Linked DNA regions of Sus scrofa: region 1 is linked to region 2. The links are chromatin contacts, called in public HiChIP or PLAC-seq maps. All regions are on one chromosome and are shown on one strand. The core of a region is the stretch at or near the end of the contact, and the rest is flanking DNA. Distances in the headings are between cores, read along the strand shown. Region 1 holds the start of RFTN1 (raftlin). Region 2 overlaps RFTN1 (raftlin).

What was found. HiChIP or PLAC-seq counts read pairs in DNA pulled down with a chosen protein or histone mark.
Region 1: a contact with region 2 is called in an H3K27ac HiChIP or PLAC-seq map of skeletal muscle. The contact joins the promoter of RFTN1 here to the enhancer-like site in region 2. A contact is called at or near these places in 4 of 47 Hi-C or Micro-C datasets (embryonic fibroblasts, fetal heart ventricle, heart right ventricle and 1 more) and 2 of 2 datasets of contacts at active chromatin or transcription factors (alveolar macrophages and skeletal muscle).

The regions. Positions count from the first base shown.
Region 1 is chr13:3,671,603-3,678,009 of Sscrofa11.1, forward strand. It overlaps RFTN1 (raftlin), which reads right to left and starts at 3,470. Exons shown (of 10, transcript XM_021071357.1): 1 at 3,159-3,470.
Region 2 is chr13:3,621,564-3,627,710 of Sscrofa11.1, forward strand. All of the region lies in intron 2 of RFTN1 (raftlin), which reads right to left. Among named protein-coding and RNA genes, the nearest start is that of RFTN1, 50 kb to the right of the region's middle. Within about 2 kb of position 4,223, at least 4 of the 83 cell types and tissues checked have an H3K27ac peak or open chromatin away from gene starts, as enhancers often do. A contact at or near this core is called in skeletal muscle, where this site is marked.

The DNA.
Region 1 (6,407 bases), core at 2,220-4,719, 49 kb after region 2:
ATAAAACATGGATGAATCTCAAAAACATACCGAGTGAAAGCAGCTTTACATAATACTGTAGAATTCCACTTACATGAAGTTTAAGAACAGGCCAGGAGTTCCCGTCGTGGCGCAGTGGTTAACGAATCTGACTAGGAACCATGAGGTTGCGGGTTTGGTCCCTGCCCTTGCTCAGTGGGTTAACGATCCGGAGTTGCCGTGAGCTGTGGTGTAGGTCGCAGACGCGGCTCGGATCCCGCGATGCTGTGGCTCTGGTGTAGGCGGGTGGCTACAGCTCCGATCAGACCCCTAGCCTGGGAACCTCCATATGCCGTGGGAGCGGCCCAAGAAATAGCAAAAAGACAAAAAAAAAAAAAAAAAAAAAAAAAAAAGAACAGGCCAAACTAACTTTGAGTGAGAAACAAAGGACTTTCTGGGAGTGACAGGCAACATTCTCCATCTTTTTTTTTGTTTTTTTTGTTTTTGCTTTTTAGGGCCGAACCCATGACATGTGGTTGGCATATATTCAGCCCAGGCTAGAGGTTGAATCGGAGCTGCAGCTGCCGGCCTACGCCACAGCCACGGCAATGCTGGATCCTTAACCCACTGAGCAAGGCCAGAGATCCAACCGCATCCTCACGGATATTAGTTGGGCTTGTTACCACTGAGCCATGATGGGAACTTCCAACATTCTTCATCTTGATAGAGACTAAGGTTACACAGGTGTACATATCTGTCAAAACATTATGCAAATGTTACTCTCAAGGTTTGTGCCTTTCAATATCTGTATATAGATATGTGTGTATAAATTCACCATATGTATAAATTTCACCTTAGGAAAATTATGAACATATATTGAATTATAAATTATGTGCATTGGGATGTTTATTTTTTTATTTTTGTCCTTTTAGGGCTGCACCTGTGGCATATGGAGGTTCCCAGGCTAGGGGTCTAATTGGAGCTATAGCCACCGGCCTACACCAGAGCCACAGCAACGCCAAATCCGAGCCTTGTCTGTAACCCACACCACAGTTCACGGCAATGCCGGATCCTAAACCCACTGAGAGAGGCTAGGGATGGAACCCGCAACCCCATGGTTCCTAGTGGGATCTGTTTCCACTGTGCCACGTGTTTAGAAGAGACCTGTACTGATGTCTGTAATTTCATTTCAAATGCATAAAACAATGAGTTGCACTGATGGAGAGAGGAACAAATAAATGAACAGATGTATAATAAAGCCAATATTGTAAAATTAGCTAGATACTGGTATTTGGGTGGTCATTGTTCTTGCAACTTTATCTATATTTTTTAAAACAAGATGGGTGGGGGAAAGAGTCACAGCGCCCACTCCCTAGCCCACCTCCTTAGAAATTTAGCAAGACATTCATGACTACCAAGTCATGAGCCCACATAATTTCAATTCTGTTAAAAAGTTAAGACTGGAAGAATACAAGTAGCTTTACAGGAACTTACATCACTCATGCCAAAGATTTTCTGCCTGTTTCCCTATAGACAAAGCAATGATTTGAATGCAAGCCAAAAATTCCTGCTCAAGAGGGAGAAAAAGAACTCACTGACTTGTATTCCCAATTTATTCTCTTTCAGTTCCTGCACCAAATCTATCAGCTACTGCACAAGAGCCCACTTCCATGTGCACCACATCCATGTAGCCAAAAGACAAACAAAGAAAAACCAACCCAGCAACTTGTTATACAAACGCAGCCAGAGGATGACGTCCCAGCTCTCAGGCCAGAAACCCCACTGAAGGCAAAAGAGGATGCAGAGCTCCCTCTGAGGTTAAAGTGATTTCACTGAGGTTAGAACACACGCACCAAAGAGCCCCAAACAGCTTGTCGCTAAACCCCCCTGTGGAGCCTGGTGACATCTGGGGTCATTTGAACTTGGTAGGGAATTCAGCTGTTCAGAGGTACAAATTGGGAATTCCAGACCAGGGACATGTGGAGTGCAGAGCAAGCCCTACCCACAGACCTAAAGGTTGCTCACATTACGCCTGCCTTCCTTCCTGGCAGGGCCTCACTTATCCTGAGATGACACACGATGGCAGGGGCTGGAAGAAGCCTCGCCTGACTGCGCCCAGCATCTGAAAACAGCTGTACCAATTACAACAAGGGACTGTTGCTGGAAACAGGGCAGCCACTCAAATATAGGGATTGGTGCCAGACTTTTTTTTTTTTTTTTTAATACTTTTTGTTTGTTTTTAAAGCCCCTAACAAACTCGCTGACACCATCCAGCGTCCCTGGGGACCACCCACTAGCACATTGGGCAGCCAAGTGCAAGCAACAGGGAGGCAGCAGCATGCCTGGGTACAGCACCTTGGCCTCCAAGCCGTTCTCATTGCCAAAGACAGCGCCACACCAGGTGAAGGGCATGAGCCCTGACCCAGGAAGGGGGTGTGCATGCCTGATCACGGGGCTTCCTGAAATAAACGCCACCACCACCCCTCCCTGACCCAGGTCCACGCTGGCTTCCCTTAGCCTAGGAAATAGGTGAGGACGAGAGAAGAAACCCTCTCACAGAAGGAGAGATGCCCGTTTTTAGTGCTGGGACCCACACACACCCTGCGCCCCAAGTCTCTGAGCCTCCCGTGGCCCTGGCGCTTCCTCTAAACGCGCGGCACGTCTGCTCCCGCCGGTCCAGCACCCCTGTCCGGGGAACCGGGAACAAACGCACCTCCCAGGGCGCACGCACAACGGCAGCAGGAGCCGTCTCCGCCCCGCCCCGCCCCAGCCCACCCCGGCCTCGCGCCCTCAGCAACCCGGACTCCGCGGCCAGCTCCCGCCTGATCTTTGCCGAGGACCTCGTGCAGCAGTGTCCTAGACCCACCTGTAGCCCCCTCGGCTTCCTTCCTCGGCGCCCCGAGCATGCGGAGCCCACGGCCCTCAACAGACTGCTCTGGGGTGCCTCTCTCCATAGCGCGCCAGGGAGGATTCCGCGCCCCCCCCCACCCAAAAAAAGTTGGCCCAATACCGCCGCGTCCCACGGATCCGGCCCGACCCCATCCAATCCCGGCCAAAGGTGCGGGGAACAGGGGTGGCAGCCCCGACGCCCGAGAAGCATGCCCAGCCCGGGCAACCTCCAAGGAGGCGCCCACCGGCTCCCCCCTCGCCCCGTCCGCCGGGTCCTTCCTCCACCCCGAGTTCGGCAGGCGTCCACCTACCGTTCTGGACCAGGCGAGAAGAAGGCGCGGGCGCGGGCTCCCGAAGACAGCGTGTTCCGTCCCGGGAGGAAAGTTTGTGCCATATAGAGGAGGCGGTGCGGAGAAGGCGTGGGCGCCAGGGGGTGGGAACGTGGCCGGCTGCGAGGCGTGCTCTTGGGTCTGTCCCTCCTGCGATCTGTGCGCCCGTCCCTCCGCGGAGCCCGCGGCCGCCGCGCTCCCGCTCGCTGCGCCCTGAGCCCGGCGCGCTCCGGCTCCAGCCCCGACGCGCCCCCGTCGCCGCCGCGCGTCCGCCGGCTACACTTCCTCTTCCTCTGAACTCATGTGCAAAATATGCTGCGCCGCATCTTCTGGGGAGCCGCGCGGCCCCTAACAGCAGCCGCGGGAGCGACGAGCGGGCCCCGCGCCCCCTCCACTCGCCGCTCCGTCGCCTCCACGCAGCCCGCAACCTGTGCGCTCCCCGCTGCCGGCGACCCTAGTTGCCCCTCCTCGCAGAGGTCAGAGGTTCACCCGCCCACCGTCCCAACCCGTTTTAACCTAGGTTGCGTGCGTCAAGAACGCGCGTGGGGCTGGGAACCCTCAAATTTGGAGCTGGATACTGGAGGGCGACTGCCACCGAAGGTGCTCGTTTGGGGGCTGGGAGGACCACAGAGAAGAGAGGACCGTTCCTCCTCATGCCACAGGTGGGCCCATCCCCAGGCATATGCGTTATTTCTTAAGAGATTGTGCTTAGGGAGTGGGATCATGCCACTGTCCCCCGTGCCACACCCTAGCCCAGTTACTTCAGGTGCCCAGAAGTTTTGAGAAGATCTGGGGAACCGTCTTAGCCTGCAACTTGAGGCTGCCTGAGGAGGCAATTAAATAAATAAAAACGCCAGGCCAGGCCCACGTTAGTGAATCAAAGATGTGAGGCAGTGAGCCCATTATAGAAATCTTTCTTCTTGGAGCTTTTTAGACAAAGTAAAATTACAGTGTAAGGGTTAATAGCGGGAGCCCTAGAGCCAAATCATCTGGTTGGGCCTGCTGGCCTCCATCCATATTTACTTTGTGTGACTTGGGCAAGTGACTTAACTGCTCTGGGCCTGTTTCTTCCTTTCTTAAATAGCACTTTCTCATGGGTTCTATGTGTAAAGTGTTTAGGAAAGCACCCTATAACGTAGCTCTTATCCTTGTTATTATTGTTATTAATATTATTATAAGGAGACTGAAACAAGACAGGGGACATAATCTGATTATCTACATTTTCTGGTTGGGCAAAGAGGGGCCCTTAGGCATTGGAGCCCACAGGATGGAGGCCCCAACGGTGCTTTAATGATGTCATTCTGATACTAATAACACTCCCCAGGGGTAAAGAAGCACTATTTCGTTTTCAGGACTTCCTCTAACCACAGCTTCTGAGATATTTTCTTCCTAGTTTGCCTTCTCTGTAGCCATCCCAATTCTGTGTGCCTTCCCCCTCCTCCACTGCCATTTTGTTTCTGGTTTTTGCCCCTTTCCATTCCCACTTCGCTGCCTGCTGGTATCGCTCACCACCAGCCCCTCTAGTCTCTCTCACTCTCTCCCCTGCTTGGCTTTACCATCTAGGAGAAAACAAGATCAGATGACAGACCAAGTTCAGATTCAGACAATATTATATGTGGATAAGTTGTACAAGTGTCCAGTGGTGCCCAGTGGTGGTTTTGAACACCCACTTAGGAGGCCAAAAGAAGGAATGTTTGTTATTCATATGCCCAAGTTCTTGAGTCATTGCAAGGCAGGGCCCATCTGAACTCTTTCTGATCCTTACATGGGAGAAAGGAAATAACATTTAAAGGTTTTACCCAGAAGTTCAAAAGTAAACACAGAGTATTTAAAAGAAGATAAAGAGAAGCAGGGGAGGGATGCAGCATAACTTGGTGTGTTTGGGGGAGGAGGTTGATTTCTTTTAAGCAATGCAATTTTTGCACATCATTTTTTTTTTTAACACCAGGTCCTTGGGGTTAATAAGTTATTCTGATTGTTTTCATTTTTTTCCACGCAACACTTTCCTGAGTACTAACGGTGTGTAAATGTCATAAATGTCTTTCTTTCCTGCTTGGATCTGCATTTTTTTTTTTTTTTTTTAAGAGTTTTCTAGACCTGCCAACCTTTCCCTCTAGATAATCTGATGCCTCCTACCTGGTACATAGTAGGTGTTTAGTAAACATATGTAGACATATATGGAATGAATGGGTGAATCAATCTTATCCAGATCTTTACTGGCTCTGTGTAACCTACACACTATCTGGAGTATTCTGATTCTCCTTCACCTGGAATAGCCAATGAAGAGACAAGGGTGGGTTCATTTGTGTTTTGTAGAGGTCAACCTTCATTTTTCCACTTGACTGCCATGGACCGGCCAGCCAGGGGATACACCCTGGGCACCTGGACCTCACCTCTAACTGACCTTGCCTACCCAGCATCAACCCCAAAGATGCTGGAACTATATCCTGGTTACCTTGGCAACCTCACAATGTCATCTGTTAGAATGTCCTAGGGCGGCAGCTTTTAATTCTATCACAGCAGTCTCATCGGGGGTCATGTAATAGTGCTGTTTTTCCTCTGTTCACACTTCCTCCCCCCATGATTTAACACTAAGTACTCGGGGAGGGGGCCGAACACGGGGAAAACCAAGCTATTACAGCACGACAGGTCACAGATGGCCCCAGAACTAGGATCCCGAGTGTTCTCAGTCGATAAAACGCAGGCCTCAAGTTAATGGGGAAGCTGGTTCTCCTCACACCCCCCGCAGAAAGGAGAGGAGTTAAGCCAGCCTAGGCAGCCAGCTGTGGCCAGACTATAATTCCTGTAAAAGCTCGGTTAAAGGAGCCCCCCCCGCTGGAGCAATTCTCTCTCTTGGCCTCAGCAGCATCACCCCACTCTGGAGATGATTAAGGCCATGGGCACCAGCAGCCCAGGGCAATTGTGCATCCCAGCTATGCTGAGGCTTGGAGGGGAGAATCCTGGCTAACCGTCTGTTCTGCCCACGTCCTTCCCACCCCTCCTCACCCCACCCCTTGATTTCACCCCACTCAGCCCCTCTCTCCCAGCTTTAGCTCAAAATAACTCAGTCTCTGTTATTCTGTAGGGAGCAGTAACAACTTAGGCAGAAAACAGACCCATCAAAAGCTGCAGAACCTGAAGAGCTACTGACCTAATTGTTTATTTGCAGGATCACGAAAACCAGATCTTCTACAGGGCGGCCAAACAGCAACACTGCAGGGCTGACGGGAG
Region 2 (6,147 bases), core at 2,973-5,472:
TCTTTTTTTTTTTTCTTTTTAGGGCCACACCTGTGGCATATGGAGGTTCCCAGGCTAGAGGTCGAATTGGAGCTGTAGCCACCAACCTATGCCAGAGCCACAGCAACGCCAGATCCAAGCCACGTCTGCCACTTACACCACAACCCACGGATGCTTAACCCACTGAGTGAGGCCAGGGATCAAACTCACAAACTCATGGTTCCTAGTTGGATTCGTTAACCACTGTGCCAAGATGGGAATTCCTAAAATTTTTTTTTTTTTTTTTTTTTTTTGCTAAATCACATTAGTTAATTCTGGATCACCTGTGAGTCTGTTTCTATAATCTATTTTTTCTCTTTGACATGACAAAGGCAAACTAATAATTCTGATTAATATAAGACATCATGTATAAAAATATTCAAGAGATTTCTAATGAAGTCATCTTCCTCAGGAGATGACTTTCCCTTTCTTCCATTAGGCAGACAGAGCTGGGGTGGAGTGGGGCTGATCCCCTGAACCAGGGAGGGAGTGGTTTACCTCTCTTCCTGGGACTTGGCTTTCAGCCGAGAATCTCAGGTGTTCACTATGCCCTCACTCCCCCCAACCTCCCAAAGCAGGTCCTGACTCAAACCTGAACTCGGCACCAAGACTGTGGAACATCCCTTCTGTTTTCCAGAGGCTTTCTGATTAGCCTTTTGAACCTCCCATCCCATGCAGCTTCAGGATTTAGTAACTGTCTTGAGGGGAACAACCGTGCACTGAAACTCCTCAAGTCCTCAGTTTTATCTCTCCTGGACGGTCCCATGAGACCACCAAAAGCTCTGTTGGCTTCTCTCTGCAGAGCAGCAGTGCTCCATCTGAGCAAAGCCTGGATTTCCAGTCTTGTGTCAGCACTCAGAACCAGAAATGCCCCCAGGGATACAGGAGCTAGAGAACATCAGCACAGTGCCTCATAGTTTCCCTTCCTGACATCACAGCACTGTTGAGTTCTCATTGTTTCAAGGCCTCTCAGATGCCTTTACACAGAATGATTTTTTTTAATATATTTTATAGGGATTTTCTAGTTTCTGGGATGATTAGTTGCTTCAATCGTACCCAGAGGCAGAAATACCTTCTTTATATTTTCCAAAGTGCTCTCATTACAATTTAATCTTCCCCATATAAACCCTTAAGGAAAAATAAGGCAATATTCACTACCATCTTTGAGACCAGGAGCTGGCCAACTATGGCCCAGGGGCCATGTCTAGCCTCTTGTACGTTTTTATTGGAACACCACCACACCTATTCATTTACATAGGCTGCTTTTGCATGGTAAGGACAGAGTTGAATTGCTGTAAAGGAGACCATATTGCCCCCAAACATTTAATATCTTTCCCTTTCCAGAAAAAGGGTGCCAGCCTCTTTGGTATGGATCCGGGAAACTGGGGCTCAGTTTAGTGACTTAAAGTCAACTTTGGAGCAAAGACTGCATCCAGGGTCACCTGGTTTTTAGTCCAGGTGTCTCCCCATTCTTCTAATTTGATTCCTATCACAATGATTTATTATAATCATTTTTTAAGATTAACACAACAAGGAGAGAGGGATGATTTTAAAACAGGCAGTCCTAATATGGAAAAAGGAGTCCCAGCAAACACAAGGACGGGCACTTCTATCTTTGGAATATTCGGGGAATTTCAGCAGTCACCTTGGAAATCTGCTGAAACAAATAAAAGAAGGCAAATATTCAAGGATGCTACTGAGGTAAGAAAGTCTTGACATTTCACAGAGCTTTTCTTTTCTTTTTTTTTTTTTAACTGTTCTGGTCCAGAAAATAAACACTGTAAGGCAAAACAATGAAAAGAATCTGGACGCATGTATTCAGTTTTTACCCATTTGATTGCCGAAAGCCTTCATCAAGGCAGTTCCTGATCTGGGGGAAAAATGTCCCCACCAGAGGATGGCAACTCAGAAGAACACACACACACACACACACACACAATATGTGATTAAACAAAACAGGAAAAAAATCTGATACGGTTCCAAACTTAACAATGACTTTAAAAAAAGGCTATCTTCCTTTTCCCCTCCTCAGCTTAATACAAATACATGACAATTTGTTTCTCTTTAATAAAACTGTACAATCTAATGAGTGGTGCAATTTAGCATCTCATGTCAACAATGGATGTTAAAAATTTCAGAATCATGAAATCACCAAAATTACTACACACACACACACACACACACACACACACACACACACACCCCTACCTATCAGGGCTGCCAGCCTTTTTGTTTGTTTGTTTCACTACATCTTCTGCAGAAGCCTAAACCGAGCCTGTCTGCAACCTGCCATCTATGGAGCCTCATTTTCCCAGGACAACTGCATTATGGCTGAAGACTGAAAAGCAAGGTAAAAGGGTCATGTCCTTATAAATAAACACAAACTCTTCTACGAGGTAAGAAAAGCAAAATCAGGAGAAGGGAAGGGCCCTCAAGGCCACCTGGAGAGCCCCCAAGTTGGTTCTCCGAGTACTTGCGTTTTTCCAGAGACAGAAAGGCAAAAGCAGAATTTAGCTCACACTCCCATGGGGGAGCCTGGCACTCTGTGACACTCTGCTCTGAATTCCTCAATGGCTTCCCCAGGCCCAGTTCTGAGGCTCCAGCCCCTAAGTGCAGCCTACACAGGGCTCCACAATCCTGTGTCTCTTCCCAAACTCATCTTCCAGCCTGTCTGCCTCAGCTGTTCTATTCTTCAAATGAAGAACCCCTTCAAAGCACATCATCCCACCATCCCAACCAGCAAACGAGTGACTCAAGACCACACTCTTACTTCAGAATTCGTCATGAAAAAGTTACAGTATTTTACTCCATTTTAAAGATGCGCTATCTATAAACAGCTCTACAGTCGTTTACTTCTGAGAGTAAAACTACTACCAAAATGACTGAATCACAAAATTTGAGGAGACCTCTGACATCATCGACTCTTAATTTCCCCACTGGTGGTTCAGAAAGCCCAGGAAAGAACGCACCGGCTCCTTCCTTTCTGCTCACAGATAATCACCGCCAAGAAGGCAGTTTCTAGGGAATCAGCCATGCCCTCCTTGCTTTCTGAGCCTGACCTCAAGCTCATTCCTGATTTTCAAATGAAACCCCATCCCCCTTCAGAAACCAACCTTCGCTCTAGGCAGGAGGACCAGAGCTGTTCCCAGCTAACAGAGCAGGACCTGAACCACAGAAAGGGGCTGTCAAATGCCCTGCCCTGCCCCTCAGTCTCCTCCGTTCCCACGTATCAGCAACGCTGGTCTGCAGATCACACTTTGGGGGAAGAGGCTGGGAGGGGCTCACCTTTACTCCTCCCAACTTAATTCCTCAGCCCCTTTCCCATTCATGATGGCCACATTTTCTTCATAAATCAAGCCCACCAGACTCAGAGACCAGAGCGTTCAGGAAGTGCTTACACAAAAACATCAATACGGAGACTCCAGCCCTGGAATGATAACCGGCTGAGAGGTATTTCTACGCCCCAGTGGGCGATGCCTCAGCACACTTTCTAGAAATTCTGTCAGCTTAATTTATGTGGCTCATACTTCATCCCCTTTCAGGCAACAAGCTTTTTATCTCCTTCATTGCCAACTTATCTTCAGGATTTTCCAAATCCTCTCTGTTAACTTCTGATGTGCTGAGTTCTGTCCAGAATTCTTGCAAATAGATAAGCAGGGCTCCTTCAGATGCTGTCTGTCTGGATCCCATGGCTGTTGAATGTGCCCCTAACTCCCAACCCCCTGTGATGGTGTTTTCTCTTCGAAGCTACAAAAACATTTCAGATGGTTTTTGTATCTTTATTATCTTTCAATGAGAGGCCCAATGCCTAAGTCAGCCCAAGGAGAGTGATGAGATAGAGAAAAAGACCGAAGTACTGTTTCACACACAACCCAGCATTTGGAGTTTAAAAACAAATGTAACTTGATTCAGAAAAAAGATAGGGCTAAAATAAGATCTCGGATTAAAAATGGTAAGGAAATTGCGACAAGCTGAAGCCAATTCCGGTGGAGCTCATTTTCATGAATCGTCAAAGATGACTTAAAAAAGACCCCAGTGCCCAGTACCCCGGGGAGCAATTAAATCTTTATGACTGAGGCAGAAAATGCCACCTCATCGGATGCAGCCAGAAAAGGGTATATGAGCTTCTTCTTCCGGGGGCTGACCTGTGCATGCAGCCACCTCTGTCCTGGCAGGAGGCCAGCCTGAATCGCATCCAACAGCAGGCCACTAAGGTGGAGTTTCCTCTGGCAACATGCCACTCACAATCTTTGAGTTCCTGGTCTATTCCCGGTCCAAATAAGTAAAAGAATAACAGTGTCCCTACCCCGCAGGTACTCACCCAGCTACATGTAAAAAAAAAACATCTAGCTATTTAGAGAAGTGGCCAAGGGCACAGCTTCTAGAGCTGGGCACCTGGCTCCAATCCCAGTTGTGCTACTCTCTAGCAGTTTTCTCATCTATAAAATGGGTATAAGCATGGTATAGTCGTAGCTCCCTGAGTGTTCTAAGGATGAAGCAAGCTAATGCACATGAACGGTCTTGATCAGTGCCTGGCACACTGTAAATGCCTTATGAGGTGGCAGTTGCTATTGCGATTATCAAGTATTCCATGATTGTACCATGATCATTACGCATTTCACAAGAGCAGGAGGCCAGCAGCCGCCAGCTTCAAGACTGTTATACGTATTAGGCAGGACAAACGTGGGATACTGGTCATAGGGACAGGGAAATAAGCCAACACTGAGAGCCACAGCAAAGGTATGTCCAGAGCCTTCAACACAAGCCTGGCTGGCCCAGGAACCAAGGAATGGAAGCCTGACTCCAGGGAGAGTGGGGGAACAGGGTCCTCAGAGGGAAGCTCAGGGCTGACACCAGGTCTGGGGTCCCCCAAAACTTCCAGGAAAGATGGCCTTGGGCCTGGCTGGTGCTTGCTTACCTCAAACATGAAGCTTTTCCTTCCTTATTCCCATATCCACAACACCTGGATGCAGAGCCAAGGCCAGCCCCTTAGGAAGATGGATGATAAACTACAGAAAACACACCCCCAAGGACACTTTCTGTCCACACAGAGGCATTTCCTGGCGGTCTACTCTGTACCAGGCCCTCCAGATGAAGCAGCTCTTTGCATCCTAACAGTGACCCCACATTGCTGTGGGCTCAGAAAGGTGACATAACTTGCTCAAGATCACGGGTTAGCAAGGAATAGAGTGAAATTTAAATAAGGATCTATCAGAGACCTGAAAACATGCCCTATCCATTGCATGCCACAGTGCCTGCCCGTATCAGAATCAGTCGGAGGGCCTCAGGTATATTTCCGATGGCACTGAAGTAGAAAAATTTCCCCTGGACAACTGCAAGCCAAGGCACATAAGTAGGAGGTGGATGGGAAGTGATGGACAAGAAGAAGACCAGGCTACAGACCCAAAAAATTGTATTTAGTCACATTAACAAGCTCAGAGATGGGATCCCTCAGTGCCTTTACTTGCCCATCTTTAAAATTGGGGGTGTTAGGATTTATTTTCCCAGCTCCACTTTTATAAGGCTGAGGAGGTTCCTATCAGATCAACTTTCCTGAAGATGCAACTTTATAAGCTCTGGAGGAAACCCAAAAACAAAACCCCCTATCTCAGGACACTGGAGAGTGAGCCAAGGCAGGCGGATAGTGGAGGGAAGTCTATACTTAGAAGAAAGTTCTTGTTATTTATGGCTTAGCTCAGGGTCAAGTCCTCATCTGTACCAGAAGGCTAATTAAAATTCAGAAACCCAGAGTCTCCCTGGCTTGGAGAAACAGAAGACAGGATCCAGGAATCAGCTGCTGGAATATGAAGAGGGAATCACAGAAAGGAGAGAGCCAGAGCAAGGAAGCCTCAAATTCTGAGTATAAACTCTGTCCATGTCTCTGGCTGAATCCTGGACCACCCACACATGAGGTACTCTCTGACTAGCCTAATTAAGGCTAAAAAAAAAACTGAGACTTGAGCCACCACCCAAGAAACAGAGTTCACAGTTCGAGTCCAATCAGGTAAACTGCCTGCTAATACAAACAAACAGAAAAATCAACTCTATCAGAGGAATATAACAGAATTTAGAGTCTCCACAACTGCTTAGAATCTAAACAGTCACAATGTCCAGGAAACAATCCAAAAT